Linked DNA regions of Mus musculus: all the other regions are linked to region 3. A link is a contact called in public ChIA-PET and HiChIP or PLAC-seq data. All regions are on one chromosome and are shown on one strand. Each heading gives the region's core, a stretch centred on a gene start, on an enhancer-like site or on the middle of the called end of the contact. The rest is flanking DNA. Distances are from core to core; before and after follow the strand shown.

Region 1 (4,738 bases), core at 1,631-4,130, 130 kb after region 3:
TGCCTTAACAAATGCCAGACAAATTGCTTGTCCTATCTTATCCCACTCCCAGCACCAGAGGTCACTGACCTAACGGGGAAAATTCCAGACCTCCATTAAATACAGACACTAAACATCATCTGTCAGGAAAGGGGAGGGGAGAAAGAGCTCACCCATCTCCATCCTTTCTCAGATTAAAGTCCCTGTTTTTCACACTACATCTCTTAAACTTGAGAACAGATAAATGCATACTTTACCAAAATTTAAATAGGAGTATGTACTACAGAAATGGATGGCTCGGCAGTTACAGCACTTGATGCTCTTCCTGAGCACCTATGTTGGATATCCATAAACTCCTCTAACTCCAGTTCCAGGAGATCTGACGCCCTCTTCTGGCTCTTCTGGGAACCTACATCCATGCAGCACACACTCAAACAAGCACACCCACACGAATGCACGCACATAAATCTTAAAACAAAACCAGCTAGCCTTCAGAAGGACACAAAGCAGGAAGTCTAAATTCTTGGCTTCCCCCCGTCCCAGTCCCAGATCCCTGGGAATGGAATCGGCAGATTGTTTCAGGAAGTGCTGGCTGTGGAAAGGCAGATTTTCTGATTGTTTCTGCTTCAAGGCCTAAACTGGAGAACAGAGACCAAAAGGGAAAGTGTTCAAAAGATAAAAGATCAGAGAAACTAACAGACCACCTGTGTAGCGCAAAAAGCAGAGCAAAGCTAGGCTTCTGCAGTGTTTGCCAGAGCAGAAATTAACATGCAAGATCCCTACCGCATGACTACACTGTATCCTTTTATAGCAAGATTCCAGGATTCTGCCTGATTCGGGAACTCCCAATGGGGCTGGGGGGTGGGCGGTTATTACCGAAGTCATCAAAACATAGCTGCAGGCAGGTTAGCCTTTAGATTAACTGCACTGCGAGCCTCCCATTCTGGGCTCTGGAAAAGCCTTTGTTTCAGGAATTCTTCCCCTCCGGCAGGGGTTTACTTCAAATCAAATTTCAAAAGAGCCCCCAGGCCCTCCAATAAAAAGACTACAGAAAATAGGTTCTGCCCCTTCCTTGCAAACTCTCTGGCCCCCAGGACAGTATCAAATAACTGGCTTTCCCCTCTAGAATAGGATCTTCTTTCTCTCTTTAAACTACCACAATAGGGAGCTACTGTGCACCTATCTTTGCAAATGCCTTGCCAATACAATCCCACTCAGCCTTTCCCTGGGCGGATCTACCAAATGCTATATAATAGTAAAGTACCTGAGCAATTTAATTTTTTTGGGAAAAAAAAAAAGTGGCTGAACGATCGACCGTGGGACTAATTAAGGGAAGTGCGGATGAGTGGAGCGCAGAGGTGCACACACAAGTTTAAATAACGGGGAGCCAGCACTAGTCCTCTCTGGAGAAAAGCCAGGAAATGAGGCGACTTGAAAAGCTGTTTTTCATCTGCCAGACTTAAGTCTTAGTTAACTGTATTCCCTTTCTGATTCACTGAAGTACCTGCCAGACGCAAAATCAAAACTGTCTTCCGAGAAAGGCTTTGTAGAGAGAATTTTAAGTTCCGTTCGATAGATTCTCAATAAAAGTTCTTAAAACTCCTGTCACGGGTACTTTCATTCCTCGGTTTCTTTAGTGTGAGACACTAAAGAGATTAATCCTTTCTCTGGGATATTTACAACTCGGAGAACGTTAACAGCCCCGTTCAACTGACCTTTTAAAGTGACCTTCCGCTTTTGTGGGGAAAAAAAATTTTTTTAAATTAAAGAAAAACATTCTGGAATCCTAAACTCAACTTCTTTGTTGTGTCCCGGGAATGAAATGCAAGCAGCCCCCAATCCGAAAGGCTAACTTCAGCTCCTTCGGCAACAACAAACAGTTGGCTTCAGCGGCCAAGGATTGCTCGCCAGGCGCCCACCCCCGGGTGCGACACGAGATGCATTCAGGGTGTCTGGGGACCTAGAACCCCGCGGTCTCCCGGGAGACGCGGATACCACCTGCAGCGCGGGCCCCGCCCCAGCGCCCCGGTCCCACGCCGCAGACCCTCCCGCGGCCACGGCGGGGAAGAATGACACGCGCAGCTGTGGGCGACCCAGCCGGCACGCTGCCGCCAGCTGCTTCTTTTAGCTCGACATCCGACCCTGCTCCCCGCCGCCGTCTGCAGCCCGGCCGCTCCCCTCCCCCACCGCAGCGCCCCGGACCCGCGCGTCCCGCATCCCCCCCACCCCCAACACACACACACACATCGCTCCCAGGGCGGGGACCGCGAGCGCTCGGCCGGTTGGCTCACCTCCCTCCTCCGGCCCGCTGTCCAGCTCGGCGTCCGAGGACTCGGGCCCATCCTCGTAGCCCGCCAGCCCCACCAGCTCATCCTCCTCCTCGTCCTCGCCGCCGTCCTCACCCTGCGGCTGCGGCTTGCCCAGCACTTGGCTCATCACGCCCACGCTTGCCTCCAAGGTCCCGCGTGGGCCGAGTGGCCCGCAGCGCCCTGGGGCCGCGCCTGGTGAGCAAGGGGGTGGCAGTGGAGCCCAGCCCCCTCCCTGCCGCTGCTGCCCGAGAAGCCAGCCGGAGCGCGGCAGTTCTCCCCGGGAGCGCGAGGGAGTGACTGCGTGACCCGAGTCACCTGACGCTTGTCACACACACACACACACACACACACACACACACACACACACACACACACGCAGCACCACCGGGCGCGCGCTCGCCGGCCGCAGCCACCGCTTGCTCGGCCACACACGTTCTCCCCCTAGAGAGAATTCGGGTGTCCAGAGCGCACTGGCCACCGCCCTCGGGGACTTCTGCTCGCTTTCTCTGCAAGCGTGGCCCGGGGACCACCCGGACCCTGCCGCCTGCTTTCTGCAGTGCCCCTGGCTTGTGCTGCGGTCTTCAGGCTTTCTACCCACACCCTACCCACCTCCACCCCACCCACCTCCACCCCACCCCAGTCTACCCCACCCCCACTAGGCTGCCCCTCAACTGTGCGGTACTCAGGCCCCACCCCCACCGCCACTCCAGCCTGCGGGAGCTGGGAGAAGTGCACAGTGGTGGGGTAGTTTCCATAGCAGCTGCCTCCTAAAGTGCCTTTTAGTTCAAAGGATTTCCCAGCAAGAATACTCCAAACTGTGGTCTACGTAGACATGTTTCCGGAGAAGTCACATGTCTCGTGATTTATATATAAACATGCTATACTAAATGATTCCTTTGCAACCTTCGGGAAAACCTAAAGTGTATAACGCCCTCGGGGCTTCTTATGCCCCAACTGCTATTGTCTCATTGGTGTAGTCCCACGTGTTTTAGGGCTTTTGTGGGAGGTGAGGGGCAGCTCTCAGATTGGAATAGAAGCGATGTGGGATGAGGAGGTGCTCTCCTCCTTCGCCAGCTGCTCAGCACAGTGTGAGCACCCTTTTCTGGGGTGGGGGGTGAGGGAGAGAAGAGGAGGGAGGGAGGGAGGGGGAGAGGGAGAGAGAGAGGGAGAGAGAGAGAGGGAGAGAGAGAGAGAGAGAGAGAGAGAGAGAGAGAGAGAGAGAGAGAGAGAGAGGAGAAAGTCACGTGCATAAACTTCCTTCAGTTAAACAGCGGGCCAGCAAGGTGATCCGGATCCTGCAGGTGCCAGCAGCTCAGCAGGTGGGGAGAAAGGCAGCTCAGCCTGGACACTTGCGGCCCGGGACAGGGCTTCCTAGGGGTCCTCGGAAAAATCTGGGTAGGAATAGGGTTACTAATCCGTGACGCATGTCCTGGATTTCTTCTAACTGGGTGGCTGCTTTCAACAGGAAAGCTTCTCCAAGGAGAGGCAGTAGAACTCTTGTCTGCATGGTCAAGGTCGTTCCTATGCCACATACAAAGATGTGAACTGAAAAAGGCTTTTGAGCGAAGAAACAGTTTTGCAGATATATAAGCAGCAGAATTTAGGGAGTACAGTCAAAGATTATCAGGTGGGAAGCTCACACCACCTCCAAATTTAGTGGGAGGAAGTGAAGGGAGCCAGTTCTGTAGAGCAGCCAGGTAGCAGCACCCCCACACCACCCCACATCCCCGCCCCCACCCTCCCCACCCTCTGGCCAAGCAGATAACAGAAGAGGGCCCTGGCTGCTTTCCTTCTTCCTATCTCTGTGTGGTCTCCTGGGAATGACTGCCATTGGTCCAACACACCCAGAAACCCGTGGGCAAAGGAAGACTGAAACCAAGTGGAGGCCAAAGGGTGGATGGAGAAAGCCGACTCTCGTTACTCTCCCCACCGGAAGGAAGCAGCCTTTTCTGACCCTCATGAGAACACCTTTACCACAGAGTTGGTAGACGTTTCAAATGAGCCATGACTCTCAGGTGCTCTCAGAACTCATTTCTCACTGGCGATTTTACTTCTATAGCGAAGAGAGTGGGCTTTGTGGCTCATCCGGTTGGTAGTTTTTGTCTCTCCAGCGCCTTGTCAAACCCCATGTGCTGGGCAGCAGCAACTTAATGAGATTGAGGGCAGCTTGAAATCCTTGAATCTCTGCAGGAAGCGGCCTGGGGAGGAAGGGACATTTCCCCAGAGTAGCTGTAAGGCTTTGCGGCTGTCCCAAAGCCAGCTTGCTAGTCTGTGGGGAGGTCTCTAAACTGGCCTATTTCAAGCATCAGAGAGGTCCTTGGGACACCAGGAGATGGCTGCCTAGCAACAGCTCAGATTCAAACATGACTACTGAGCAAGGATGTCTGGTGAACCCAGAGGGGGTCTTCCAGAGAGGACAGTTCACAACTCAACACCCTCACACACAGAAA
Region 2 (5,109 bases), core at 2,344-4,843, 79 kb before region 3:
TTCTGTTACGTGGCCACCAGCTCTTTCAACACCTCAGCCCATGTGAGTTTCTTGCTCGTGTGTTACTGGCTTATTTCAGCTTGCCATTCTGGAGATAGTGACGTGCCCTGAGGGTTGCTTAGGAAGATTTTACAGACAATATTCTGTGCTGACACAGTCTTTCTTTCTCAGCATTCAGGTAGAAGCAGCCTCCAGATGGTGCCATGGGCCTGCTTCCTGCTAGACAGAATTGTCCAGGTTCAAACACTGTAACTGAAGACGGCAGGGAAGAAGGTTCCTATCTACGTTTGGAAGCATTTTATTTCCTATTTTGTTTCGGGTGACATGACTGTATTTTCTCCACGAGTCACATCGTTTTCTCTCCTACATACTGTTCCCCACCAGGATTTCCCGTTGCCTTTACTCTCCCCTCAAATCCTTTCCCCCCACCCCATCCCACTGTTTGTGATTCATGTAGGTCACGTTTTGTTGGTCTGTGTTGGGGATTTCAAAACAGGATTATTTTTATCCTACCCAAAGAATATAAACCATGCTGAAGCCTGTCATTTGTCAAAAGGAGGTCTGAATCTGAAAGCTGAAATAATATGTAGTATGATGTGGGTGGTATTTCAGCTGTTTTCCGAAGTAACTAAACTCCATCCCTTTATTCCAATAAAGTATCCATTTATCAGGAATTTCCTGTTTCAACGTTATTATCCCCAATGAAGGGAACTTGTTTTGTGAGTAGCCTGGGAAGAAAAACGTATTTATGCTTTAAAACTATACATTATGTAGAACTACTTCTATTCGCCTTTAGTTCCTTCCCTCCAAAAGGAAAACAAAACAAAACAAAAAACAAACAAACAAAAAAACAAAACCCAACCAACCCCCTCCACAAAAACCTCACTTAATAGTACATTCTGCATTTTTAACTCCAGCCCCAGGTAAAGGAAGAGAGATTTTTTTTTTTTTAAAGAGACCTGAGTGGTATCATAAACAATGCAGACACTTGTATGTAGAATAGTTAAAAGATACCAAGTTTAAAAAAAAATACTGAGTAGTTTCCTGGCATTCAAGAATGCCACCTCCAACCCAGCTTTAGGAAGATATTCTTGAGCTGGGAAGATGGCTCAAAATGTAAAATCACTGCTCTGCAAGTATAAGTTCAAATCCCCACTGCCCATGTAAAAAGCTGGATGTGGCTGTACAATGCTACCATGAGAGTCAAGAATAATAATTAGCCAAAGGTATTTACTGTCACAGAGGAAGGATTTCTAGTCAGCGTTCTGTGGCTAGGCAGAGACACTGTCTACGCCAGATCTTATAAAAGAGAAGCATTTACTGGGGATGTCTTACAGTTAGTTTCATAGGTTTGATCCATTATCATCACGACAGGGAACATGGAGTCACGTAGGCAGACATGGTGCTAGAGAAGTACCTCAGTGTTTTACATCCAATCCAGAGGCAGCAGGAAGAGAAAGACACTGGGCCTGGCTTGGGCTTTTAACCTACTGCACCCCCCCAGTGACATACTTACTTCCTCCAACAATCTTGCCCAAGCTAGTATCTTGCTGGCAAGAATTCACTCGGACAACCGGATCTTTCTACGGCAAAGCTTTTATTGCTTCAACATAAGGAAGACCCGAACCCGGAAAATGGTGCTGCTTATATAGCCTGCAGCGTGACGTTTCAGCACCTGATGTGGCGTGACAGCACCCGATTAGTTGCTCGCCCATCACCCCATTACTTACGCCCTGAGATGGGCAGTGGCTGGGCGTGAATTTACTCTTGCACTTGCGCATAAGGCTTGTTTACTAGTTAGGCACAGTGGAAGCCAGCGCCATCTTATAATGGTGATTGCTCACGGCATGGCTCTCCACACAACAAGGCCACACCTAATCCCTTTCAAGTAGTATCTCTCCCCAGTGATCATGCATTCAAATATAGGAGTCTACAGGGACCATTCTTATTCAAACCACCACAAGGGATGTTATATCTATGCTGTTAGGTGCTAGAAAATGGAACAAAAAAAAGTATGAAGACTGAAGAGAAGATACAATTTATTAAAGAGATTCAAGAATACAAATCACCATGCACAAGAAATCCATGATGTCAAAAGTAGAAACTGAATACATATATGTCTGGGTGGGCAGACTACGCAGGAGGAACCCAGCCCAGAGTTACCTATCTTTCCACCACATCAGATGACAACAGTATTACTTTGTAACAAGCAACCTAAATAGCAGCTTGTCTCTAAAGTTTATACACAAGCCTGTGTGTAGCTGTCTAATGAGAACAAACAGGATTTCCACTGCTATTGGCAGAGCTCTGCTGTAAAAATTTATTGAAGATGAATGATTGTGTCCATTGTGATATAAATAGATGATTTGTGAATTCAGATGTCACAAGCAATCAAGTGTAGTGGTTAGATGTTGTCTTTTGTGGAAATCTGTGCCCAGTACTTAGTGAGTTGTATAATCTTGGATGCCCATCTGTAATTTGAAGATAATAGTCACACTAAAAACCTCATAGGTTGGGATGAGAAATAGGTATTAACATTTAAAACATCCAGAAAAGCACTTGGTGCAGAGTGAGTGATCTTATTATTTTGACATTATTCTGGCTTTTAGCCAGTTCACTGAGCAAAATAATCTGGAGTCTCATAGATGCTGGAGGACTCCTGTAAAGGAGTTACAAGAGTAAAGTTAAGAAAATGACGGTGGGGCTGGAGGACCAGGGTTCAGTTCCCATTCACCCAGAGGGTGGCTCGCAATCATGTGTAACTCGTTTCAGGCGATCTGACGCCCTCTTCTGACCTCCTCAGGCACCAGACTCGGTGTGCACGCATACATTCAGACAAAACAAACAAAATAACACAAAAAAATGTTAAAAAAAGTTTTAAAAAAGGAAAGTGAGTCCATTCATGAATTTATATCACATTTATTGTGTTTAGGGAAAAGTTTCATTCGGTTAGGGTGTTAACTAAGGACAGTTTTTTTCACGTTAGAGTGTGACCTGGACTCTGGCGTTTTAGGGTATAAACTAGTAAAAATTGATTACAGTCTGCCTTTTTCTTCTCTTCATTCCTTCCACTTCCCTCGAGTTTACTCTGTATAGCCCTGGCTGTCCTGGAACTCACTTTGTAGACCAAGCTGGCCTCGAACTCAGAGATCCACCTGCCTCTGCCTCCCAAATGCTTGGGATTAAAGGCGTGCACTCCTTAAAAAAATCATATATATATATATATATATATATATATATATATATATATATATATATATGGTATCTTATTTGACCTAGTTGTGGCAATTTAAGAGAGGGTAGAATAGGAAGAACACGCAGAAGCTTTTAATACAAGAAAACCTCAGACTACTAATTATTAGGTGTGTATCATCAATAACAATTTTGAACTTGTATCACTCTGGAGGAAAAGGAGAGTATGACTTCTTGAATTTCCTCATCGGGTAACTTTAGACCCGTTATGAACACAAGCTGTGCAAATCATGTTACTTGGGCTTGTCAATCAAAATTTTGGATAAAACTTGTCCTATACAATTCCTCTTCTTAGGAGTTGGCGCCCCAGCTCCAGGCCGAGCCTTGAGGGCGGAGCTACAGGGCAACTCCTGACCTGGGGGGTGGGGGGTTAAGTTAGAGTTAGGGTGGTGCTGTACGGTGGGCGAGCGCGGGGCGCTGGTCGCCGAAGCCGCCGAGGGCGGCCGAGGACTGATTAGGACAGCCGAGCGGTGCGGACTGCCAAGGGCTGCCGAGGCGCCTAGCCTTGCGGAGGGCTGCCAAGGACAGCTAAGCGTTGCCAAGGGCGGCCAAGCGCTGCCAAGGTGCCGCCGAGCGTTGCATAGGACTGGCAAGGACTGCCGAGCGGCGCCGAGCGTTGCCGAAGTCAGATAAGACAGCCGAGCGCCGCCGAGCCTCGCAGAGGGCGGACGAGGAGAGACCGCAGCACGCCCGCGCCATGGGTCCGGTGGTGGAGCGGCCGGCCGAGCCCGGCACGAGCAGCGCCGCCGAGCTGGAGCTGCTGAAACGGCGAGCGGCCGAGCGCATCGACGAGGCGGCCGAGCGCCTGGGCGCGCTGAGCCGCGCCATCTGGAGCGCGCCCGAGCTGGCCTACGAAGAGCACCGCGCGCACGGCGAGCTCACGCGCTTCTTCGAGTGCGAGCCGCCGGCCGCCTCGTGGGCGGTGCAGCCGCACTTCGGGCTCCCCACCGCCTTCCGTGCCGAGTGGGCGCCGCCGGAGTCCGCGGCGGGGCCCCGCGCGCTGCAGGTGGCCTTCCTGTGCGAGTACGACGCGCTGCCAGCCCTGGGCCACGCCTGCGGCCACAACCTCATCGCCGAGGTCGGGGTGGCTGCGGCGCTCGGCCTGCGGGCTGCGCTGGAGAGCATCGCTGCGCCGCCGCCGGTCAAGGTGAGCCACTCCGGGCCAGCGCGGGGCGTGCCGGATCCAGCCCGGAGTGCCAGACCAGTCGGAGTACCAGACCGGTTATTTTTGGTGGCAGACAGCTGCAGTTTGCTCATTGGGTCGTGTGCTATCTGGAGGAAATAAATGGAGACTTAACAAACAAAAGATTTTGATTTGAATAATTGGTATTTGTATAGTAAATTTCAGTGTTTAGAACTACCAGGCTGCCAAACCACTAAAGAGCAGAACTAACGGAGAAGCTAACAAAACATTTACTACGTAGATAGGTTCATATTTAAGTGTACATTTTATTTCATATTAAACAGGCGTCTCGGTTCTTTAAGCAGGAAAATGTCGTGCATGTCTGTCTTGGGCAGGTCCGATCTTGTGTTTACTCTTTAGGATAGTGTATTTAATTCTGTGAGCAAGGTTATATGTCACAACTCAGCTCGGCTCACCCGCCAGTGGCAGTAATGTAATCCTCTGCAACAAACAATTTATCTCTTGTGGCCTCTAGGTTTCTGTGTTGTTTGGGGAGGAGGGCCGTGAGACCCTGGACCGACTTAGGAAAGTTCTCAGCGGTTGGCAATGAGCCCAGTAGATTCAGAGAGGCTTAGCGGCCAGGAGTGGTGGTGCATGCCAGGCGGAGCTCTGTGAGTTCGAGGTCAGCCTAGTCTATCTGAGCTCCAGGACAGTCAGGATTACATAGAGAGACC
Region 3 (4,837 bases), core at 889-3,388:
AAAGAAAGACACACAGAGAGAGAGACAGACAGACAGAGAGAGATAAGATTCCTAATGAATCCTGTAGGCAGGACCCTAGTTTGTCATCAGAGAGACTCCATCCAGCAATTGAAGGAAACAGATGCGGAGAGCCACAGCCAAACCTTAGGTGAAGCTCGATGAATCCTATGGACGGTGGGAGTGGCTCAAATGATTATGGGAGACAGAGGGGTCACGAATACTTCAAGACACCCACTTCTTCTTCTTCTTCTTCTTCTTCTTCTTCTTCTTCTTCTTCTTCTTCTTCTTCTTCTTCTTCTTCTTCTTCTTCTTCTTCTCCTTCTCCTTCTCCTCCTCCTCCTCCTCCTCCTCCTCCTCCTCCTCCTCCTCCTTCTTCTCCTTCTTCTTCGACAGGGCTTCTCTGTGTAGCCCTGGCTGTCCTGGAACTCACTTTGTAGACCAGGCTGACCTCGAACTCAGAAATCTGCCTGCCTCTGCCTCCCAAGTGCTGGGATTAAAGGCGTGCACCACCACACCCGGCGTCACCTTCTTCTTTTGGCCACCTTTCTTATTGTTGCAATATAGATGCCAACAGCAACAAATCACCTCACTCATCTCTAGTAGAAAGACTCCTTTCAGTGCACGGAAGATGATCCCTTCTTTGTCCTAGCCAGTTAGCTTTTCCAGAGGATAAATGAGCTCTGACTGCCCCAGACTAGACACAGTCTCTCCTGGACCTGGAGAAGCACACTTGTAAAACCAGTTCTGTGTTAATCAGGGTGAAACAGAAGCGGTCAGTAACAGCTCCATTTGAGCTGAATGTGTGACGTGTTCTGGCCACACTTTCCAAAACCCTCTCGCGGCTCGCCCTATGGTCGCTAAGCCACAATCCGGTTTTAAAAGTAGAGCTAAATTTGTAGCAGCTGAGAGCCAGGGGCCCTCTCTACCACGAGGTGCTAGAATGGTGGTCACAGTCACATGATAGAGAGGAAGGGTTAAGGGAGGGAAATCGGGCAAGCTGGCTCTTCCAAAAGCAGGCTTATAAATTACAGTGGACTTCCTTTGGGAAAGTTCAGCCTCATCTCCCTCTGCTGGTATCCTGGTAAAATCATATAAGACACCCTCAATCACCTGCCTTTAAAGTTCACCACGGGCTCCCTGGCTTCAAGCGCAACGTCACCACAGTCTCCAGCTTCTTGTTGATGGACCCTGGTGTTTTTATCGGGACTCCCAATGCCTGGGGCCATGACTGTGGGACCACCTTGTGGAAGAGATGTGTGATGAACGTTTACATGACAACTTGTCTGAGGGCCAAATACAGAGAGACCTCTTCCCTTCTGCTCTGAAACAGCCCCTGGGCTTGTTCTAAACGACAATAACTTACGTAACAGTTTCACATCCTGGCCTCAGGACAGGTGCGAGAGGCCCGACGCCCAGACCCCAGCTCAGGATGCCATCCCCCATGAAAGAGCTGATCTGTCAAAATGCCTCCTCATGTTGCCACCACCTGCCCCCTACAAAGCTTCTAACTGTCTGAGATTCCTTTGTTCTTGGAATGGCTCTGGGCATTTTCTTGGGGAAAAAAAAAACAAAAAAACAAAAACAACTCCCCCTGGCCTCTCTACCCTCCACCCTAGCTTTCTCGTGGTGGCTATCTCTATACTTACATCATTTTCAGTAAGTAAGTAAATATTTATTTTCACTGTATGCTTTGCTTCCTCGGGAGCAGTGGACATAGAGACCAGAAGAGGATGCTAACTTACTCTCCTAGTGAAGCCCCCCCCCCATCCCTTTAAAGCTGCTGCCATGTTGGCCTCTTACATGCACATACCATTTCCTGTGTAATGTTCTCTTTCCCACCTTGAGGCCTGCTTGTGGTCTCAAGGCCACTTCTAGTGACCACCTTTTCTAAAGAGAATGGCTTACGCATCTGCTTTCCCTTCCAGGATCGACCAGTGCTGCTCTTCCCCCCCCCCCCCCCCGTTTTAAAGAGAGACCAGAGGTCTGTCAGCTGAGGCTGCAGTGTGGTCACTGTCCTAGCCACACAGGATCTACCAGCAGTGCTGGATGTAAACTCCCCAGCCTTCAAACTAGAGACGTAAATGTTTGTGAACTAAGCTGCCAAATCTGTGCATTTTGTCACAGCGGCCGGAAGTCCTGAGCGGGCCGTGCCACAGCTGCCCAAGGGGAAACCATCTGTGTGGTTTCATCACAGACCATACCCACCTCCTAGCACATACACGCCGCTTTCAGGTTGATAAGATTCTCTGTACACTGTTTTCCTGGGGGAGGGTGGACTCTGTGCTATAATGTGGAGACCTAGCAATCCACTGGAGCAGTTGTGTTCTCATCTGCTGACTGTACCTCACACCACGCCTGTTTCCTTTATTTGATTGCATTCGGTATTTAGCAAGTGTTAAACATTGTTGGGAGAGGTATTGTTTTGTGCTTTGTGCTAAGCAATTCTTTTACATTCTCTGGCTCAACCCTGTATCTATCCCAAGCCAGGCTCAAGTTGTGCATATCTTTTGAAGAGTAAGAGCTCCTTACGCACACAGATAAGCGCCCGGGGGGACCAGAAAAAGTTAAACACACAGGCTTGTCTTGTCAGGGGAAGAGATATTTACCTGACTTCCACCGGGGATGCTGGGAAAGGTTTACAACCTAGTGGTCTCTCTATAGGTCAGGCTTCTCCCGAATCCCCCAGAATTCTGTTTGTTTATCCCAGACTTTTCCACCCTATATCTTAAGCATTGCTTTTCAATCTGTTAAACTCATCCTTACAAGCGATGTCATTTGTACCGTACATCAACCTAAGTGACTTCTATGTAATCTTAGGGCCAGGCTAATTCTGACTCTCAAAGGCATCGTGTTACCCCAGTCTTTCTCCCTAGACTTAAGCAATCTTAAGCATTGTGTCTGAGTTAACAGAACGGTCTTTATGGAAGTAGGTCTCTGTACTTTGTAAAGAGCTTCAATGTAAACATGCCTTAAACTGTGTTGTACACGTGGGACTGAATAAATTGTCATCAGAAAACTTTTTTTCCCAATATTGTGCTGTACTTAAATGTAGCTACAATCAACTGTCTGGGGTTAGACTCTAGAAGTTTGAACCAACACCATTTAAGCCTGAACAGTTTCATTCTTGTCTCTCCTCTGATGGTTTCACTGCCGGCCATTGTGTTTGCAGCAATGCCCCTCCCCCCACCCCACACACACAGTGTGTTACTTCTGAGTCTTCATCAAGAGTATCTATCTTTGAGACTGGAGAGATGTCTCAGTGGTTAAGACCACTGGCTGCTCTTCTAGAGGTCCTGGGTTTAATTCCCAGCACCCACATGACAGCTCAACACTGCAGAATACCAGTTCCACCCTCACACAGACATACATGTAGAAAACACCAATGCACATGATATAAAAATAAATGAACTACATATTTTTTAAAAAGAGGATCTATCATTGATGGCCTCATTCTGTGCCAAGGCATGTAAACTCACACACACACACACACACACACACACACACTCACCTGCCACTTTCTTAAAAAGGTAAGTGCATGCCTGCCTTAAGTATGGCCTCATAAGCACAATTAACCAAACAAAAACAGATAAAACGGGCTTCATCAAAATGACAACTATTGGGTTTCAGCAGTCATCATAAGAAAGTTAGAAAGTCAGTTGTCTGAGAAAGTATTTGCAAAGCATAAACCTGCTATAGAATTTCTATCTAGAATATATAAACAATCCCTGAAACTAGGTGATGAAAAGGCAACCAAATTTTAAAGTGGGCAAGCAATTTGAATAGACATTTGCCAAAGAAGATACAAGAGAAGCCAATAAGATACAGAAAACTCAGCACCACTGTCAACAGGAAACTGCACAACCAGGCCACAAAGAGAACACTTCATACCTATTGTGGAGGGTGGCCTAAAACAAAGAAGACAATAATAATCTGGAAATGTTAAAAAGTCTCACGTATTGCCACAAAGTATATATTAAACAATGCCCACACTTTGCAAACAGATCCTCTCAGAGTTAAATACAGAGCTACCCAATAACAGCAATTCTACTCCTAAGATATTCTGCCTAGAAGAATTTTTTTACGTCTCTATAAAAACTTCTGCATGGATGTTCATTGCAACACGTTTAATAACAGCCAAAATTCAAAAGAAAGCAAATGCCTATCTGTGATGGATAAATACACAGAAAAGTGCATATCCATGTAATGAGTATTATTCAGCCGTTAAAACGGAACAAAATACAGACACATGCTACAGATAGGTTAATGTAAGCATTATCTAAAACAAGGATGGAGAAAAATCGAGATGCAACTTAGCTGGTAAAACATTTGTGTGGCATGTGAAATGCTCTGGGTTCAACCCCCAGTACTGGAAGAAAGGAAGAGACAGAGGGAAGGATGGAGGGAGGGAGGGAAAAGATTATACAAGATGAAAGAAATCAGTCACTCAAGACCACCCATCTCCAAGCTCCATGTATACAATGTGTACATTATAGAGCAATGGAAAGCAAACTTTGGAGGGGAGGAACGGGAAAGCCAAAGATAAAAAGACAAGAAGTTTCTTTTGAGGGTAATGAAATGTTCAAAATGTTGGCATTCCTTCTAGGCTCTGCCCAACAGCAAGGTAGGCCTGGCTTGCTATAAAAGGGACTGTTTGGCCTCTCCCTCCCCCCTCCTCCTCCCCCTCCCCTTCCCTCTCTCCTCTTCCCCCTTTTCCTCCGCCCCCCCCCCCACCTTCTAAACTCCCCTTCCCATGCCCTAAATAAACTTTATTCTACATTATACCTGGTACCTCAAGGGGAAGGGATGCCTCTGCAAGGGCCGCTGAGGCACCCCTCCC
Region 4 (5,228 bases), core at 1,992-4,491, 99 kb before region 3:
GTTTTATGTCAACTTGACACAAGCTAGAGTCATCAGACAGGAAGGAACCTCAACTGAGAAAACAACTCCATAACATTGGGCTGTGGACAAGCTGTGGGGCATTTAATCACTTAATTAGTGATTGATGTGGGAGGGCCCAGTCCATTGTGGGTGGGGCACCCCTGCGCTGTTAGTCCTGGGTTCTATAAGAAAGCAGGCTGAGTGTGCCATGGGGAGCAAGCAAGTAAGCAGCACCCCTCCATGGCCTCTGCATCAGCTCCTGCCTTTGGGTTCCTGCCCTGCTTGAGTTCCTGTCCTGACTTCCTTCAGTGATGAACTATGATGTGGAAGCATAAGCCAGACAAACCCTTCCCTCCCCAAGCTGCTTTGGTCATGGCCTTTTATCACAGCAATGTAACACTAAGACATACAGGATGGTGAAAACTAAGTAAGATAGTACATGGAAAGTTTCTAAAAATTACATTTATTTTCTGCATGTGTGTTTGTGTGTGGGTATACATGCCACATGTTCATGTGGAGGTCCAAGGACAACATGAAGAATCCATCTCTGCTGCCTTTTTTGGCCTAGGGATTGAGCTGAGGCTTCCCTGCTTGGCCACAGTGTTTTAAATCTGCTGAACCACCTCCCTGGCTTATAAAGGTCTTCACATAGGATCTGTCACATAGTATGAATACTAACAAATTCTAGAAACTGTTATTCTCTTAATACAAGATAATCTCAGTCCTGATTGCCTCTCTGTGACAAGCTAAAAAGCAACGAAAGAACAGAAAAAAGAATTACTAGCTCCTGGGGCTGGCGAGATGGCTCAGTGGTTAAGAGCGCCGACTGCTCTTCCAAAGGTCCAGAGTTCAAATCCCAGCAACCACATGGTGGCTCACAACCATCCATAACAAAATCTGATGCCCTCTTCTGGAGTGTCTGAAGACAGCTACAGTGTACTTACATATAATAAATAAATAAATCTTAAAAAAAAAAAAAAGACTTACTAACTCCCAATTATCAGTCTCTGCACTTGGTGAAGGATTACCTGGACCCAAGGTTAGTAGTCACATGAAAACATGTTTTTATTAGTTTGTTCATTTATGGAAGCCAAGGCCTCCTGCATTTAAGGCAAGCAATCTACTACTGAGTAACACCCCCAGATGTGTTTTACTTAGTATGCACAATGTTTGAACATCTGAAAACTCTATGAAATAGCCAATATTTTATAGTTTCTAGATCTACAAAAATTGTAATTCACACTATTCAACTTAACACACCTTTATTTAGTTATGGTATGTGTGGGTGTGGCTTATGTGAGGTCAGAGGACAACAGGGGGTAGTTATTCTCTTCTTCCACCGTGTAGGTCCCAGGGATAGAACTCAGATCTTCAGACTTGCATCTGTACTCATGGAGACACCAGGCTGGCCTCTTATATAGCTAGTAATGCTAATGTTTTAAAATTCGTTCAATGTACACAAAAATCCAGGTTTCTGACTTCTCTTGAAAGTAGGTTGAGGCAAGTTGCAGCAGGGGTTGAGGTGTGTGTGTGTGTGTGTGTGTGTGTGTGTAACATGCTCATAATCACAGCTATGGGGGAGGCTGAAGTAGAAAGAGGGAAAACCCAAGTCCTGGTTGGGCTACAAAATTGAACGGATGCCCCAGTAAGTATAGCTCTGTAGGGAGCCCAGCATGTACAGACTGGGTTTGATTCTCTAGAACTGGAAAAGGTGGCAACGTGACTTCCCATTCGAGGACACATGCTCACCTGTTGCAGTCTGTACCATTCTACTACGTCTCATAAGCTGGTACCCCCACTCATCTGTATTCCTCTGCCTCGCTCTTGTGGCCACTAGGGTTGGGAATCTCCCGGGTTTCTTTTGTAAGCATGCCATGAAGACCTTTTGCTTATTGTTCAAGTTGTTTAACTGCTTTTAGCCTACCCAAATATTAATTTTGCTTCCTGTGTGAGGATGTTTGGATAAACAGGTAGAGAAGAACCATAAAACCCAGGAATCTTTTAAAATTCTATTAACTCACAGTCTACAGTAGTGACATAAATATTTACAGTGATTAAATTTAAAGTTCTTAATTCTCCTAAAAGTAAATCCCCAGCTTGGTGGTGGGGGTCACCTGCAATGCCAGGACTTGGGAGGGAGGCCAAGGTAACAGGATCAGAAGTACAAGGTCAGCCTAGACTAGATACTACTCTCTCTCTCTCTCTCTCTCTCTCACAAAACAAAACAAAACAAAAACAAAAACAAAAACAAAACAAAACATACATTATGATTACTTCAGATAACTAACAACTGAAGAGCTGCGTACATTTGTGCCTGTTTAGGTCCAGGTAACTCCTTAAAACCCTTGAACTTCAACTTTTCCATAGGTGGCCAAGATGGCAGAACTAGAACGGGGGATTAAGTAATTCCAATGAAAGATGAAGGTGTCTATTAGTGTCACGCCTCCCATTCTCTCTCCGGCTCCTATTAAAGGAAAAGGTGCGCTAGTCTGAAAAAAGGGCATTTCTTCAGCTCTATGCCTGGCAACCATCTGGACAGAATTTTCAAAGAGGGATGGAGGAAATAAAGACTTCCTGCACCATAATGAAGCCTAAGACTGTTCCCAGGACTCAAAGAAAACCATAGAAATCGAACTGACTAGTCTTTTGTATATTAAATGTGGGCCATAATCACTGTCTGAACAGTGCAGAGGAAATTGCAAGGCCTAAGGTGTGCATCCTGGGGAGGAGACAGCCCCAGTTCCTCCGGAAGGTTAGTGGGCGGCGCCTGCAGAGCGCAGTGCCACCAGAGCCAGGGCCAGCACTGCCACCACAGCCGGAGCCACCCAGCCCGCACCTTGACGCCGGGCCAACACCTGACATCACGACCGCACCCCAACACCTCGCCCACACCCCAAAACCCAGATACTCCGACAGCCCGCAGTGGCACCCCTACGACACCTGGCCAGCATTCCCAACACCCGGCCAGTGCCCCAACACAAGACCGGTACCCTGACGCCCAAATGGCACCCCAACAGCTTGCAGCTCGGCACCCGGGGTACCCGGGCGGCATCGTCATCCAGACAGCCCCCCACTGCCCACCCCGTACCCCGACAACCCGGCGCCCCGGCCCGTGCCCCCGCGGGGTCCGGTCTCCACTCACCTGGTGGCGTCTGCGACGTTCCTGACGAACAGGGAGGTGTTGGGGGGCCTGGTGTAGCGAGACATGCCTCTCGCGGCCCCGCTCCCAGCAGCCCGCCGCGCCCCCTCCCGGGCCGGCCGCGCAGCCGCAGACGCGGGCGGGGGGCGCGGGGCCTGCGCGGCCGCGCGAGCACAGACCTTGCCACTGCCCGGGCCTCTAGGGAATAGATCCGATCCCCCATCGCTGCAGGCCAGCTAGGTGCTCCAAGGGAGACCTGCCTCTCCCAAACAGCCCCAGAAAAAGATCTCATGACAGGGCTTCGAAAGAGCCATGTGCAGGGTCAGGGAGCCACTTGTGGGCATGCAAGCTTAGCCACAGCCTTTCCCTAAAGAGATCAACTCGACCCTCAGGGAAGAAAGACTGAACACGGGCGTGGGGGTGGGGGTGGGGGGAACTGCTGCAGTACTGCAGCTTAAGCAAAAAGGCCTCGAGGCAATAAACAGGGTAAGCATCAAAGAAACCCAGACGGGAGAGCAGGCTGGGGTCTTTTGTTTGCTTGTTTACTCAGGCCTAGAATTCCTTTTGTAGTGGGCTCCACATCAGGCTGGGTTTAATGCTAGGAAAATTGAGAGTACTGTGTATTGGTTAGTGGAGCTGGTGTAATAATGCCACGCATTTGGTGGTTTAATGAAACTTATCTTGAAAAGACTAGGGATGTAACTCAATGGAAGAGTGATTGTCTAGCCTGCAGGATGCACGCTGTTCCAGTACCTGAGCAGAGACTATGGCAGAACCTGTCATCCCAGGGCATGGGGGGGGGGGGGGGGAGGACGGTGAGGAGTGATGGCAGGGAGGTCAAAAGTTATCTACTATAGAGGAGCTGGAGGCCAGCCAACTGAGACCTGTCATTACTGATAGCGCATAGATCTACTCTTACAATTTCTAGATCTGTTTTGAAGCAGCTAAGTACTTCTTTTAGTACAACAGCTTCCTGTAGGAGAGCCTGAGGCAGGAACATTTTCAAGTGCAGATGACTAAATGATATTACACCGGGGTAGCTTCGAGGTGGGGGCTGGAGAGAAGGTTCAGCAGTCAAGAGCGCTTGCTGCTCTTGCAGTGGACCCGGCCGGGTTCCTCTCCCAGTGTCCACGTGGTGGCTTACAGTTCCAGGGTGTCCAACACCCTCTTCTGGCCTCAGTGGGATGCAAGGCACACAAGTAGGCAAAACACTTACACATACAATAAAAATAATAGTTTGACAAAAGGAATACTGCATTAAGCTTGGCCGGTGTCTTAAGCAACCATGTTCAGTAACTAATATAGCTATGTGTTATTGCTTTTTCGATGTTTTTTTCTGGTACTCTTGAGGGTCCAGACTAAAAGCCCTCCGTGTCCTAGATTTTTTTTTTTAAATCATATTCATCCAAAGTTGTAGGCTTTATAACCAAAAGTACTGCTTTGTTGAATCATCTCTTCAAAGCAGCAGGCGATGCTGTACAGAGTTCAGAGGTGTATGAAGGAGTGCAATGATCCTAGTGACTGTGATGAAGGCTCAGTACATAAGAGTGCTTACAGTGCACTGACTCAGAGTTCCCAACACCCACTTGTAAAAATCCTGGGCATGGCCACACCCCTGTGACCCAGCATCACAAAGCCACACCCCTGTGACCTCAGCATCGTGAGGTCAGAGACAGGTGAATCCCAGGAACTCAATGGCCAGCAATCCCTGAAGAAATGGAGAGGTCCAAATCTTCAGTTTTAGTGAGGGATGCCACCTTGGGAGAAGACATACTTGTGGAGTTGTGGAGTGAGAGTCACCCTGCAGCCTTCTCCAGCACATGTCACACAAGTGTAACCCTCTTTCCTCCATTAAAATAGAAACATTTTAAATGAAAAGAATAAAAAGTTAGCTTAGAGTGACAACGTGGCTAGGGAGATCTTCCTGAAAATTTTTGGTCTATTTCATGCTTATTTTCTCCCCAAAACAGGACTTCTGTTTTTAAAGTATTTTGAGATGCCCTTGTATCTTTTCTCATTTAGATACTATAATTATTTTTACCTTTTCTCCCCTTGGAGACAGGGTCTCATTTTATAGCATGGCTGGTTT

The links. ChIA-PET counts read pairs in DNA pulled down with a chosen protein or histone mark. HiChIP or PLAC-seq counts read pairs in DNA pulled down with a chosen protein or histone mark.
Region 1: an RNA polymerase II ChIA-PET map of effector CD8 T cells shows a contact between it and region 3, with 6 read pairs. The contact joins the promoter of Rragd here to the enhancer-like site in region 3. A contact is called at or near these places in 8 of 39 promoter capture datasets (embryonic stem cells, liver, pre-B cells and 1 more), 1 of 15 datasets of contacts at CTCF or cohesin (CD8 T cells), 11 of 484 Hi-C or Micro-C datasets (centroblasts, differentiating embryonic stem cells, differentiating spermatogonia and 1 more), 15 of 115 datasets of contacts at active chromatin or transcription factors (cardiomyocytes, effector CD8 T cells, embryonic stem cells and 5 more) and 2 of 9 other capture datasets (embryonic stem cells and liver).
Region 2: an H3K27ac HiChIP or PLAC-seq map of microglia shows a contact between it and region 3, with 4 times the contacts expected there. The contact joins the promoter of Pm20d2 here to the enhancer-like site in region 3. A contact is called at or near these places in 2 of 39 promoter capture datasets (the 3T3-L1 cell line and stem cell-derived epiblast-like cells), 4 of 484 Hi-C or Micro-C datasets (CD8 T cells, the CH12 cell line, bone marrow-derived dendritic cells and 1 more), 4 of 115 datasets of contacts at active chromatin or transcription factors (bone marrow-derived dendritic cells, embryonic stem cells and microglia) and 3 of 9 other capture datasets (adipose tissue, liver and pancreatic islet).
Region 4: a contact with region 3 is called in an RNA polymerase II ChIA-PET map of effector CD8 T cells, with 16 read pairs. The contact joins the promoter of Srsf12 here to the enhancer-like site in region 3. A contact is called at or near these places in 8 of 39 promoter capture datasets (the 3T3-L1 cell line, the C10 cell line, cranial neural crest and 4 more), 6 of 15 datasets of contacts at CTCF or cohesin (CD8 T cells, embryonic stem cells, hippocampal excitatory neurons and 1 more), 50 of 484 Hi-C or Micro-C datasets (the AtT-20 cell line, B cells, the C10 cell line and 26 more), 10 of 115 datasets of contacts at active chromatin or transcription factors (bone marrow-derived dendritic cells, bone marrow-derived macrophages, effector CD8 T cells and 2 more) and 2 of 9 other capture datasets (adipose tissue and liver).

Annotation. Positions count from the first base shown.
Region 1 is chr4:32,981,140-32,985,877 of GRCm38.p6, reverse strand. It overlaps Rragd (Ras-related GTP binding D), which reads right to left and starts at 2,880. Exons shown (of 7, transcript NM_027491.2): 1 at 2,271-2,880. The coding sequence starts at 2,415.
Region 2 is chr4:33,188,221-33,193,329 of GRCm38.p6, reverse strand. It overlaps Pm20d2 (peptidase M20 domain containing 2), which reads left to right and starts at 3,593. Exons shown (of 7, transcript NM_001034867.2): 1 at 3,593-4,399. The coding sequence starts at 3,950.
Region 3 is chr4:33,107,587-33,112,423 of GRCm38.p6, reverse strand. No RefSeq gene overlaps it. Among named protein-coding and RNA genes, the nearest start is that of Gabrr1, 23 kb to the left of the region's middle. Within about 2 kb of position 2,138, at least 32 of the 459 cell types and tissues checked have an H3K27ac peak or open chromatin away from gene starts, as enhancers often do. A contact at or near this core is called in B cells, CD8 T cells, the CH12 cell line and 3 more, where this site is marked.
Region 4 is chr4:33,207,285-33,212,512 of GRCm38.p6, reverse strand. Srsf12 (serine and arginine-rich splicing factor 12) reads right to left here and starts at 3,241. Exons shown (of 5, transcript NM_001372518.1): 1 at 3,143-3,241. The coding sequence starts at 3,207.